2 separate regions of the Mus musculus genome follow, and region 1 is linked to region 2. A link is a contact called in public Hi-C data. All regions are on one chromosome and are shown on one strand. Each heading gives the region's core, a stretch centred on a gene start, on an enhancer-like site or on the middle of the called end of the contact. The rest is flanking DNA. Distances are from core to core; before and after follow the strand shown. Region 1 overlaps Gm35634 (a long non-coding RNA gene). Region 2 overlaps LOC108168713 (a long non-coding RNA gene).

What was found. A called contact is a pair of places that touch in the nucleus more often than the background predicts.
Region 1: a Hi-C map of cortical neurons shows a contact between it and region 2, with 2.8 times the contacts expected there. The contact joins two enhancer-like sites. A contact is called at or near these places in 5 of 484 Hi-C or Micro-C datasets (cerebellum, cortical neurons, embryonic fibroblasts and 2 more) and 1 of 9 other capture datasets (embryonic stem cells).

The regions. Positions count from the first base shown.
Region 1 is chr4:131,427,962-131,433,732 of GRCm38.p6, forward strand. Gm35634 (a long non-coding RNA gene) reads left to right here. Exons shown (of 4, transcript XR_390798.2): 4 at 148-342. Among named protein-coding and RNA genes, the nearest start is that of Gm35634, 22 kb to the left of the region's middle. Within about 2 kb of position 1,695, at least 19 of the 459 cell types and tissues checked have an H3K27ac peak or open chromatin away from gene starts, as enhancers often do. A contact at or near this core is called in cortical neurons, where this site is marked.
Region 2 is chr4:130,983,106-130,988,419 of GRCm38.p6, forward strand. The region is part of intron 3 of LOC108168713 (a long non-coding RNA gene); the gene reads left to right. Among named protein-coding and RNA genes, the nearest start is that of A930031H19Rik, 25 kb to the right of the region's middle. Within about 2 kb of position 1,531, at least 11 of the 459 cell types and tissues checked have an H3K27ac peak or open chromatin away from gene starts, as enhancers often do. A contact at or near this core is called in cortical neurons, where this site is marked.

The DNA of each region.
Region 1 (5,771 bases), core at 445-2,944, 450 kb after region 2:
TTTTGTGCTAGTTCCTCCCAGAGTGGGCTGTGATTGGATGTACCCTATGCTAGTTCCCCATAGACTATGCTATGATTGGATGTAACTTAGGCTATTTCTTCCCAGACTAAGCTGTGATTGGATGTACCCTGTGCTCGTTCCCCGTAGACTGTGCTGTGATTGGATGTACCCTGCAGCTGCGGTCTCAGAAAGTATCATTTCTTCCTGTCTGGATTTATGACAGTGCATCCTTTCTCAAGGCTATCTCCTGTCCACCCACCATCTCCTTGACCTGCTCCCCCTCCAGGAGAGCATCAGACAGGACTCTTCTCCCCCGCCTTGATGAATAAAGGGGGTCCAGGGAAGCCAGTGGCCTGTTGCATTACTATGAAATGACTCTGCCCCGAGGAAATTCATGACACTTGGCCAAGGGTCAAACTATGCTTGGTCAGGCTTATCCTGGCTTGGAGTTCTCTCTTTACCTTGTCAGCTAGCTCCTCATCGATGAGGGACCAGAGTACAAGTGTGGGCAGTCAAAAGAGGTCAGTATAGGCTCGGCCTCAGTTGCCAAAGCCATCCAACAAGACAGGTAGCCCAGGATGGTGCTGACCTCCTGTGTTTGAAAGATCCCTGATTACTATTCACAGGACAGTGAGGAGGGGGCTGTGTAGCGACAGAAGCTCCAGGCATGTGTCTTCTTTATCCCCCACCCCCGTCCCTGTCAGATTCTCAAGGTACCTGTGGCCGTCACTCGAGGAAGCACAAGCAAGATGCTCAGGGGCTGAGATTCGAAATTCCATCAAGGAATGTCTGACTCTAAGAACTAAGCTGGGATTCTGGCGTGCCCAGTATGGGAGGCACAGACAGCTTGGAAAAGGGAGGTCCCAGACCCCCTTCTGTCTCAGCATCTGAGGAGTAGGCTAGGATGATGGTCTTGGGCCATGTTAGGCTGTGTTTCTGGATTCCATCATGTTTCCTTCCTCCCCTGACTTCACCTAGAGGCAGGACCCTGCAGGACAGAGGTGGAGAGAGAGACACTGCCCCTTGGGTCCTACAAGTGGAACGGGCACACTGTTGCTGGACCCTGAGTCCCAGACTTGTATCTATGCTCCCCTCCTATGAGATTAGAGAGCCCCCTGCAGCTCTCAGGACCCCAGTCTGGGCCCAGATGAGCTCAGGCCAGGCAGGGTATTCCCAAAAGGAATAGCCACCAAGTTTCTCCCTTGAAGGGGTGACTCAGCCATCTCAGAAACCCCTCTCGTTCTCCATCTCCACCCGACCCTGGTTGCCCTGAGAGCCTGGCTGGATCTTCCCTCAGGAAGACCTCGGCACAGGCATCTATTTCGTCCCCTCATAACGCCTCCCTTCCCCCATGCACACCCTCCGATGACAGGGCTGCACCACCCCAGGCTTCCCTTCCCTGCACGTCGTCACTACTTCTGCCCGTGGGGCTCCTCAGCACTGCTGTCTGCTGAGCTAAGTGAGGTTAACCCATCCCCAGGGATGCCTGCGCCCACTCCTCAGAGTGGTGAAATGGAGCCTGAATCCCCAGGGACAGAGCCCACAAGGCCGAGGCCTTGGCAGATGGGCGCCCAGCTGAGCGTATCTTTTCCCTGGGATATTAATTACGGTAAGGAAGGCGGGCACAGTCTGGATGCGGGTGGAAATTTCCCGGTGCATTTTGCTCAGACAAGAAGCAGCAGGAGTGGAGAGCAGCAACCCCCTCCTTCCTTGTCTGTCTGTTCTTCCCAAGAAAGAGCCTGCTTCTCCATGGGGCTTCCCATGACCACAGTCTGACCCTCTGCATCTCCAAGGCTCGGAGGAGGGTTGCTCCGCAAGTCAGGGTCTGCTCTGTGTAAAGGAAGTTGGTTTCCCAGGGGCAGGCAGGGGAGGTGGCTGGGATATTGGGAACAGGTTCCCCATGGGATCCTCTAGGATATCTCCATGCCCCCCCCCCCAAACCGCAGTTCTGCCTCAGCAACTCCTGTGATGGGGTCCTGGAGTCAGTTGCTGCTGTGAAAAAGGCCAGAGTACAGAGCTTATAGATCTGGCCATGGAGAAAGGATAAGCCATCTCTTCTGTCGATTTCAGCAGCTTTTTGGGAATACCCTGTCTGGCCTAGGCTCATCTGGGCCCAGACTGGGGTCCTGGGAGCTGCAGGGGGCTCTCTAATCTCATAGGAGGGGAGCAGAGATGCAAGTCTTGGACTCAGGGACCACCAGCAGTGTTCCAGTTCCACTTGTAGGACCCAAGGGACAGTGGCTCTCTCTCTCCACCTCTGTCCTGCAGGGTCATGCCTCTAGGACTCCATGTGGCAGGCTGTGTGGACCACTGGGCATCCCTAGCTAGCCTAGGATCTCCAATGATGTTAATTGAAAGGAAGTCCCAAAGGCCCCAAGCTTGGGTCTCAGGCAGCCTGGTGGAAGCTAGCATCCCTATGCCAAGGACCTGAGCTCATGACCTGCAGCCTTTTTGTGGGGACTGTACCTGTCACAACAGAAGACAGATCAGACTATGTGGCCTCATTATGTTCCTGCCTATGTTCTTCAGCCCTGCCCAGGCTGTGAAGGCTGCTATAGTAACCACACAGATGAGGTGACAGAGGGAGTACCTGGACACCGCCAAGAGAGCATCTCAGCTGCCAGAGCCTGTGGGGTCCCCAGAGATTTGAAGAAAGAAACCAGAGGCTGAAGGGCCTGAGGTTTGAGACCTCCCAAGGGAAGAAGGAAGTAGGGGGTAAGGTAATGGTTTGAACCACACTCCTCCCAGGCCCTACAACTTGATAGATATTTACATACTGATACATGTAACCCTTTAGAAACAGGACAATGCAGTTGAATGTCCAGCATACAGACATCAGGCCTGGCTCCTCAACCCATACTCCCTACTGGACTAGCCCCAACTCACTTTAGGGTCTCAGGTGCCCATAGGAGAGGAGGCAATGCTCCCATTTCACAGCCAAACAAACTGAGTTCTCAGAAACCACGACCATGTGGCAGACAGAGCCCATCCTGATCATTGGTTATGAAGACCCCATTGTTCCCAGACTGCCTGGGTCTTTTTTTTTTTTTTTTTTTTTTTTTTAGAATCTGAGTCACAGAGTTTAATGAAAAGACACCCTACTTGGCGATGTGACTAGAGGATATGACATGCTAGCGAGGAAGATAGCTTGACAGTGGCCTGCTCCAAAGCTAGGCTCAGCCTACAGTGGCAAAGAGGCTATCTGGTCCGGCTGGAACTGCTTGGCAAGTACCCCAGGTAGAAGACATCTCCCCAGAGGCAGGCAAGAGGGAGGTATGTTCCATCAACTGTAGCTGGAAGTATCAGACTCATCACAGTGCAGGCACATGGTCACCTGTCCCTGAATGGACCACGAGGTTACCAAGAGCTGTGCAGTCTCTGTGCACCACTGTGGTCAGATTCCTCAAATGAGAGAGATACAGTAGCGAGAAATGCAAAACTGTTTCTTCCGCAGTGTCCCTTCAGTGCCCTCTACTGACAGAGTTGGGCATTGCTTCATGGCTCATCGAGGGAAGGCTGGGGTGGGATTGAGAGCCACCAAGCAACAACAAACCATGGTCTGCAAACAATGGCTAGCTGTTCACTGGTAGCCTGTGGCTGCTTCTGGAATGGGTCGTGAGCTAGAAACTCTTTCCCCTTTCTCTTAGTGATTGAAAGAAGTTCATGACAAGTCTTCCATGATGCATCAATACTGTATGCTGTTCAGGCTTCAGTTTTTCTGGACTACATTTTAGATTATGTCATTTTTTTTTAAAGGCAGAGATGTGGGGCTTTTTTCCCGCCTCTGACCACACCTGATTCATTTTCTAGACCCATTTTTGAGTCCCTCAAGCCCCAAATCAGCCCTAATATATTTAGTATCTAGTCTCTACAGAAAACATAGGCTCTGCTCCAAGTCACTAGGGATTCGGCTTCTTCAGTCAGCATTGGTCAACTGCCACCCCCACTCCCCCAGCACTGCCCATTCTGGGAGACACCAGGGACTCTCACTGTGGTGTCACATATGAGCCATCAGGAGGCAGGGACTCTACTCTGATTTCCTAAGATCTGTTCCACGGCAGAGGTCTCTGGGAAGGTGCTGGGTGAAGTCATCTGAAGTTGTGACTCGCTCCACACGCACAAACATCCAGCTCTATGGCCGGATCTGAGCCAACCCTGGTTTGCAACCCAGAGGCCAAGTGTGGTCCATCGCTTCACACAGCTCCGCATCTTCCCTTCCACGAACATCCTTTTCAACACACATCCCAGCCTAAGACACACCCATCCTGTGTTGGAGATGGGCCCATTTCACCGTCAAGGTAGCTGAGGCCCAGAAAAGCTACCAAGTAGAAAGAGAGAGTGGAAATGACAGAAGCTTCTGAGATCTGGTGTTACATTCTAGCCCGGGTGCCTTAGGTCAACCCCGACTTTCCACAACCATACCCATATTCTACCTCTAGTCCATGGCCCTGCACACAGCTGACTGCCTCAGTTCCTCTGTCTGTAAAATGGATCTAAAACCAGTAACAATGAAGGTTATAGCATGACAGTGTTGGCTACAAATGTTTTGGGTCACATTCACAGGCATCCGGGAATAAGGGTGGCCCTCAGAACACAGGTAGGACATACCTGCTAGCACATGGAAGGCACCCAAGAAACGGTAGCTCTTGAGGTACAGTGCCGTCCTCAGCTACTGAGTCCCATGCTCAAAGCAGTCTCTCCCATGCCGACCACCCATTGTGACTGAGCTTCCCAGCCACCAGCAGTCCTGGAGAGGATCCTGGTCTAGCAGAGCAGGAAGCCCCAGCACATCGCCCGCCCTCACTAATTGCATTCTCGGAACTGGAGCAGATGGAGGGAGGGGGTCTATTTCTCTCGGTTTTTCAAAGAGCCTTGGTCTGGGAGATAACTGTGTAATTAAAAGAAGAGAAATGCAAAACAAGCCTTTTAGACAGACCAAGCCGTCTTCGCCCCCTCGTAAATCTATTAATGAACTGTCATTGTGAGATAAAGCCCTGTACTGACCTGAAAGCCAGTTCATCGGGAGGGGGGCGAGAACACTGGCATTGTAGACCTAGGCCTCACGTGGGAAAGGAAAATATATTAATCAGCTTAGCTCTGTCTATCTGCACAAATTCAAGAAATATCTATTGGTTGCCTAGTGATATGGCATTTTCTACCAGACACTGGCTGCCCTGGGGGACCCTGGTTTTCCCACTCTCTGGAGCATCTGTCAATCAAATCTGGAGCAGAAGGAGGTCTAGATGAGGAAGTCTTAAAGACACGAATGGAAGGGAGGCTGAGGTTAGTGGCAGGGGCCTGGGTCTGAGAGGGTCCTCAGAGGTCCAGGCTGTCCTCCTCAAAACCAGTTGTGAAAGAGGCATGCCCTACACGGGGATGAGCCAGACCCTTGGATGTCATAATCCAGGCTCCCTAGAAGGAGGAGGTTCATGGGCAGATGTAGGGTGAGTTATTCAGGAGAAAGGCAGGAAGGGTATGGACCTGTGGGGAGCACTGGAGTATGTGTGGTACTTCATGGCTGTTCCACACAGACAGTGAGTCAGCTATCCTGCAGCCCGGTGTCAACTAGGTGGTCCAAGGAGGGCAGTAACCCCAGGCATCCCCAGCTGACTGGGCCCAATGGAGACAAGAATCCCTCAGGACATTTAGCAGCAAGCTAATCATTAGCTGCTGGAGGATGGGTGTCTATGGGATGCTGGCCGGTTCCAACAGGATGTACATCAGCTCCTCACTCTGACTCCATCCATCACAAACAGATTACATCCCTGCCC
Region 2 (5,314 bases), core at 281-2,780:
GAGTCCAGGCTATGACTGGACCAATGCCCTGTCCCCATACTATCATTAAATGCCAGCACAATGATGGACGACCTGGAGCTCTGAGAGATGAGGAGGAAGGATGAGAACCAGGCAGATGATGGAATCTGGAGGTCTAGAGAACTCCTCACAGGTGTGCATCATATATGGGGCTAAAAGACGATAGTTGGGATGGAGAGGGGCTGACCAATTCAGGCCCAGAGATAGCATAGAGGATGCTGGGCTGTCTCTGAGCAGAGGCCAACCAGGGTTTGATCACAAATCCTGGCACAAGATTTCCTGAGGAGAAATGGCAAGATAAAAGAGCTGTCTTCAGAACCCAGCCCCGAGGACACCCTGATCTTGGTCATCTAACCTTGAGAACAGGGAGGAAGTGAACTGTTCAGCAGGTCACTCAGGCCGTGGTGCTCTCCTTTGAGAGCCCGAGCAGACAGGTGAAGGCAGGAAGAAGGCTTTTCTGCCAATTTGCTCAGTGCCGTTGGCCTGTCCTTGAATATTCAGCTGGTGATGTTTTCTGCTAGTAATCAATGAGCCTCCATTGATTTCCAGATAGAAATATTTTTCTGTGCGCTTTTTAATGAGACGACAGTCTCGCATGAACTAACATCAGGCTAGAGAATTTCTGTTTGGATGTGTTTTATTGTTTTAAAAAAAAAAAAACGGCATCAATTCCTCTCTGGGGACATTTGTGTCTCCTGATCTCCACTGGGGTCATCTGCCACCACACCTGTGTATCCTCCACCTGCTGGCCTCACTGGGGACATCCAGGTACCCCCTGCCAACCCACCTCATCATCTATAGGTTTTCTGCCCAGGGTTTCCCTCACTGGGGTCTCTGGTTGTGCAGAGTCCATGGGTAAAAGCTGGACTTCCTAAATCTCTTCTCTTTGAAGATGGAAGCCAGTCCTTCCTACTCCTCCACCAACCATGCTGTAGTGGGTAGGTTTGCTTGTTAGGGGGTTGGTGCTGGGGTTCATGGAATAGGGAATAGATCATAGACTAGGATGACAGAGCAAAGAGAAAGTTCTGGAAGGAAGGAGAAATGCTAAAAATCGGTTTATGTGCCCCTGCCCCTCCCCCCAAATGGCTGCTCTAACTCATTTGAGACCCTTTGGTCTGAACTCATGCATGAGGTGGGTAGAGATTATAAGCCCACGGCAAATGTCTCCCCTTGATTGAGCTGGATCCCTGTACCTCTTTCTGTCTCTGTCGTCTCCCATTTGAGCTCTGAGGACATCTAATTCCCCTCTCTTCTAGTGGTAGATTTGTTCTCTAGGGACAATTTTACATTGTCATACCTGGCATAGTGCTGGTGGGACCCACCTGCTGGGCAGAAGTCAGAGGATTCTGAGCATGCTCCAGTGCCCAGGATGGCACCCTTGCTAGGGACTTTCCAGTCCAAGGGTCTGCCATGCTACTACGGAGAGCCCCACGAGTCTTACAGAGCACATGAAGCTCAGCCAAGGAGGCAGCCTGCTCAAAGCCACACATGTACTGGTGGCAGATCCAAGATGACGGCCCCGGGAACTTAGCTCTCATCCAGCTTGGAGAGTCTCAGTGCCAGGTGGCTTCTCTGTCTCAGGCTTGATTTTCATTCCTCTGTAAATAATCTCAGTTTCAGGAACACTTGTGTCTGTATTTGTTGCTGCGTGTCTTTCATTGTGCTTTCTGTCTGGGTAATCCGAGGCTTGCAGGCAGCCAAGGACGAGGTGCACATTCCAATGAAACACGATACAAAATAATTGCACAGATTTCTTTCACGTCTGAGTGACAGAGTAATCTCCCCGATACATCTTTCTTCCCTCTTTGCTCCCTCTGCTTTCGGCTTTCTCCTCTTTCTCCAGATTCTCCGGGATTTAAGTGGCTCCCTGGCATTCAGTCACTGAGATACACACGAGTCCCCATCAGCTTTTGTTCCCTATGATCTGTGCGCAGTGCCTTCGGGACTCGGGAGTGGGAACTGCAGGGGAGCAACCCCAGCTCTGGGAAGGGTGAGAAGAGGTCTCTATGGATTATGGCGTGTGTGTGTGTGTGTGTGTGTGTGTGTGTGTGTGTGTGTGTTTCAGATGCAGGACAGCAAGTACGTCCTGCAATGCTGATGTCTTGGGGTAGACATACTCTTAGCATCATGGTGTCAGAGAATCAGAACCATAGGGAACAATGTGAATTCTCACATCAAGCTTGGACTCTGGTCAAAAGAGCAAGGTGGAAGGATGGAGTGGGAGTCATGGCTTTAGAGGAGACGTGGGGAGTGGAGGAGACATAGGCAAGACCCTATGTGTTTCTGTCTCCCATGGGCTGCACATTCTATCCTGAGAGGACTAGGGAGCTCATGAAAGTCAGAGTGAGAGAGGCCCTAGAGATCTATGCATGAATTATTTTTTTTTCTGGGTGCTTTGTCATGACGCGCACATCCGGTGGGGCAGGTGATAGCAGTCAGTGGGAGGTTGCCTGGAAAAGTCCAGAGGGCCTTGATGGGGAAGAAGAGGCTGGGGAGCAGAGAGGACCATCAAGGTGACCATGCCACCTCCCGGGCTGTTTATTTTTTTCACCCCTCTGGGTCTCATGATAGTTGTTAAGTGGAGGCAACATGGCCATTCCACAGAGCTAGCAGAGGGTATCAGGCTAGAAGGATGGTAGGCAGCTTGTAAGAAGTGTGTTAAATGATCAGAGGCCACCAGGCTTATTGGAGGTGGGACGGCTGGGACCCTGGACTTGTGGTCGCCCAAAGGTAAGGACTCTTAGTGGGATGCAGTTTCCCAGGGCCAGGTGAGGGTCTCTGTGTTCTAGGGTAGAGATTAGCACTGAGATGGGGTGATGGGGTAGTAGGGGTACTCCTGCAGTTGCTGATCGTTTACCGTTCACTCACATCCTAGAATATGGGGATGGGTCCAGAGGGGATTAGAAAGGGCCTGACTTGCTAAGCACTTTTGCCCAGAGCGGGGGGCCGGGGGGGGCCCTGTATCATGACTTGGAGGAGAACTATGTTCGATGAGCCTGTTGACCAGACAACGATATGGATAGTCACATTGAGCCTCAAACCACAGGACCAGAGACTGTATATACCCAGAGTTCCAACTCAAGCCTTCCTGACTCCAAGTGGTCCATTCTTCTGATGGGCTGGCTGCCCTGGCCAGCCCCAGCCGCTACATGGTACTCTGCTGCTCTGATTCTCCTTGGCCTCCTGATCTGGCTGTGTCCCACATGGTAGGTCTGTCAGTCTAGCAGCGAGTCAGGCTTGCTGAGGACCAGGCTTCCATCAGTCTCCTGTGGGTCTCCATAGTAACAGTTACTCATCCTGACTCTTCCTGAGAGGCCAGGAATGGCAGAAGCTGAGGCAGACCTCACTAAATATCCAACCCACTAAAGGACCATTCTGCTTCCCAGAAACTGTCTCAACCTCTTCCCAAATTTGCCCTGTGTCAGCTAGCTCAGGATTCAGGAGGTCTGCTGATAACCCCTGGTCTGCATCTTGCTCATGTTCCTGTAGACATCTGGACAGTCTCCTGGGGCCCCGGAGCCTCTGGGCTCCTCTCTCTCCTTCTCACATGGCATCACTTTGGAACACAGGCTTTGGGGCCACATCTCTCATGAGTGCCTGGCTTTACTGAATCTCTCTCAGCCTCAGTTTTCCTTTCTGTCCACTGGGATGCAGAGATAAGAATGACTAGAGTCTGTGAACTTCCGGGCTGGGCCCTGGTGTGTCATCTGTGAGCAGTGAACAAAGCCTCAGGCTTGATACCTCCCATTCTTCTAAAATCACTTCAGACATGGCCTTGCCCATTTGATACAAGTCAGAGTCCTTCAGTCTGATGTTTCAGGCCTCTGTGGGGAGTCTCCAGTTGTCATTCCAGTATGACCATTTTTGTCTTTATGTCCTCTGTAGTTTCAAGTGACTATTTCTCCAGGTCACTTGTCACTAAACCAAACCTCATACTCCAGCTATGTACTCTGTAAGGACCAGTCTTCTTCCACTCTATCCCCTCTGTGTCTTGAGACTTGACCCGATTGTCTGTTGGGATTGCTAACCTCTAGCTGCGCCTCCTCTAGGAAGCCTTCTGGAAGGTTGAACTGAGTAGACCCTCCCCTTGTGGTCCTGTATGCAGGCTGAGAGTGACATCATCCCTCTTGGAGCATGCGCTCTGGCTGTTCCCCAGCAGGCCAGGCCAGGAAGGCTCTTCCCTATAGTTTTCAAAAGCTGCCACACCTCACTGCTCAGCGGTTCTCACCCTCCCAGAAAAGCCTTACCTGTGTTTGTCTTAGATGTGCCTTACCTGCTAAGGGCTCCACCAGACTCCCTGTTCTTCATAGTTATCCCCCTTCCCCAGCACGAAACAGTGGCCAGAGAGGTCCCCAAGACACCTGAAAGGGAGAGGCAGAGGTCGGAGGGAGGGTGGGAGCACCTGGAAGGAGAGGGAACAGGGAAGAGGGAGATGGGTGAGCACAGAGCCTCAAATGGCCAACGAGCTTCTCCAACAGGAGAGTGCCCGCTACCTCTTGTCTCAGCTGCTGGGAAATGGTTTCACCAGACCTCTTAAACCAACTGTCAAAATAAAGTGCTCAGGGAGACATAGCTCTTGCTTTGATGACAAAATTTCCACGCACCGATTCTTTAATCCCTGCTCCCTGTGAAACCGAAGATGCTGAACACCCTCACCCTTGTCCCTGCCGCCCTCTCCCAGAGCCCCTGTCCTCCTTTGCTTACAAAATGCTGCGGCAAAGAACCATTCGGGTATAATGATTGCTGTGCAGTTTCTCACGACGGTTTTTTTTTGTTGTTGTTTTTTACTTTTTCAGAGGAAAATGACAGCACTCGAGCCTTGTAGTTTAGTGTCGAGGGAAGGGAGGAGATGCTGGCTGTCAGAATGGAGACTAGGAGGAGGGGAGGACAGTGCGTCTGATGGTGAGGTCCAAGTCTGTCAGCAGGAGGGACAGAAAGTGCCCGTGCCCTGTGCCCACTGAGGCCAAGGTGGTGTGTCCTCGTGCTCAGGCTCTCCACCCACACCTCTTCCATCTTGCAGTTTTTTGCTCTGCTACTACCCCACCTGCACTGGTCCCAACACGTCCCTCATCGGAGAAATCACCCACATTACTGTAACCATCGGGTGGGAGAAGATATTCAAGAGACCATTTGATGAAACAGAGGGCCCCCAGGAATCGAAATCTGCCCAAGAATCTCGTGGTGGACGAAGAACAAGGAGGAAACCTGGTGTTGCCCAGTGCATGGGGTTGTCATAGCATCATGCAAGACAGACTGAAGCTGAGGCAGTGATTGGATGGTGGTGGGCTGGGCCATG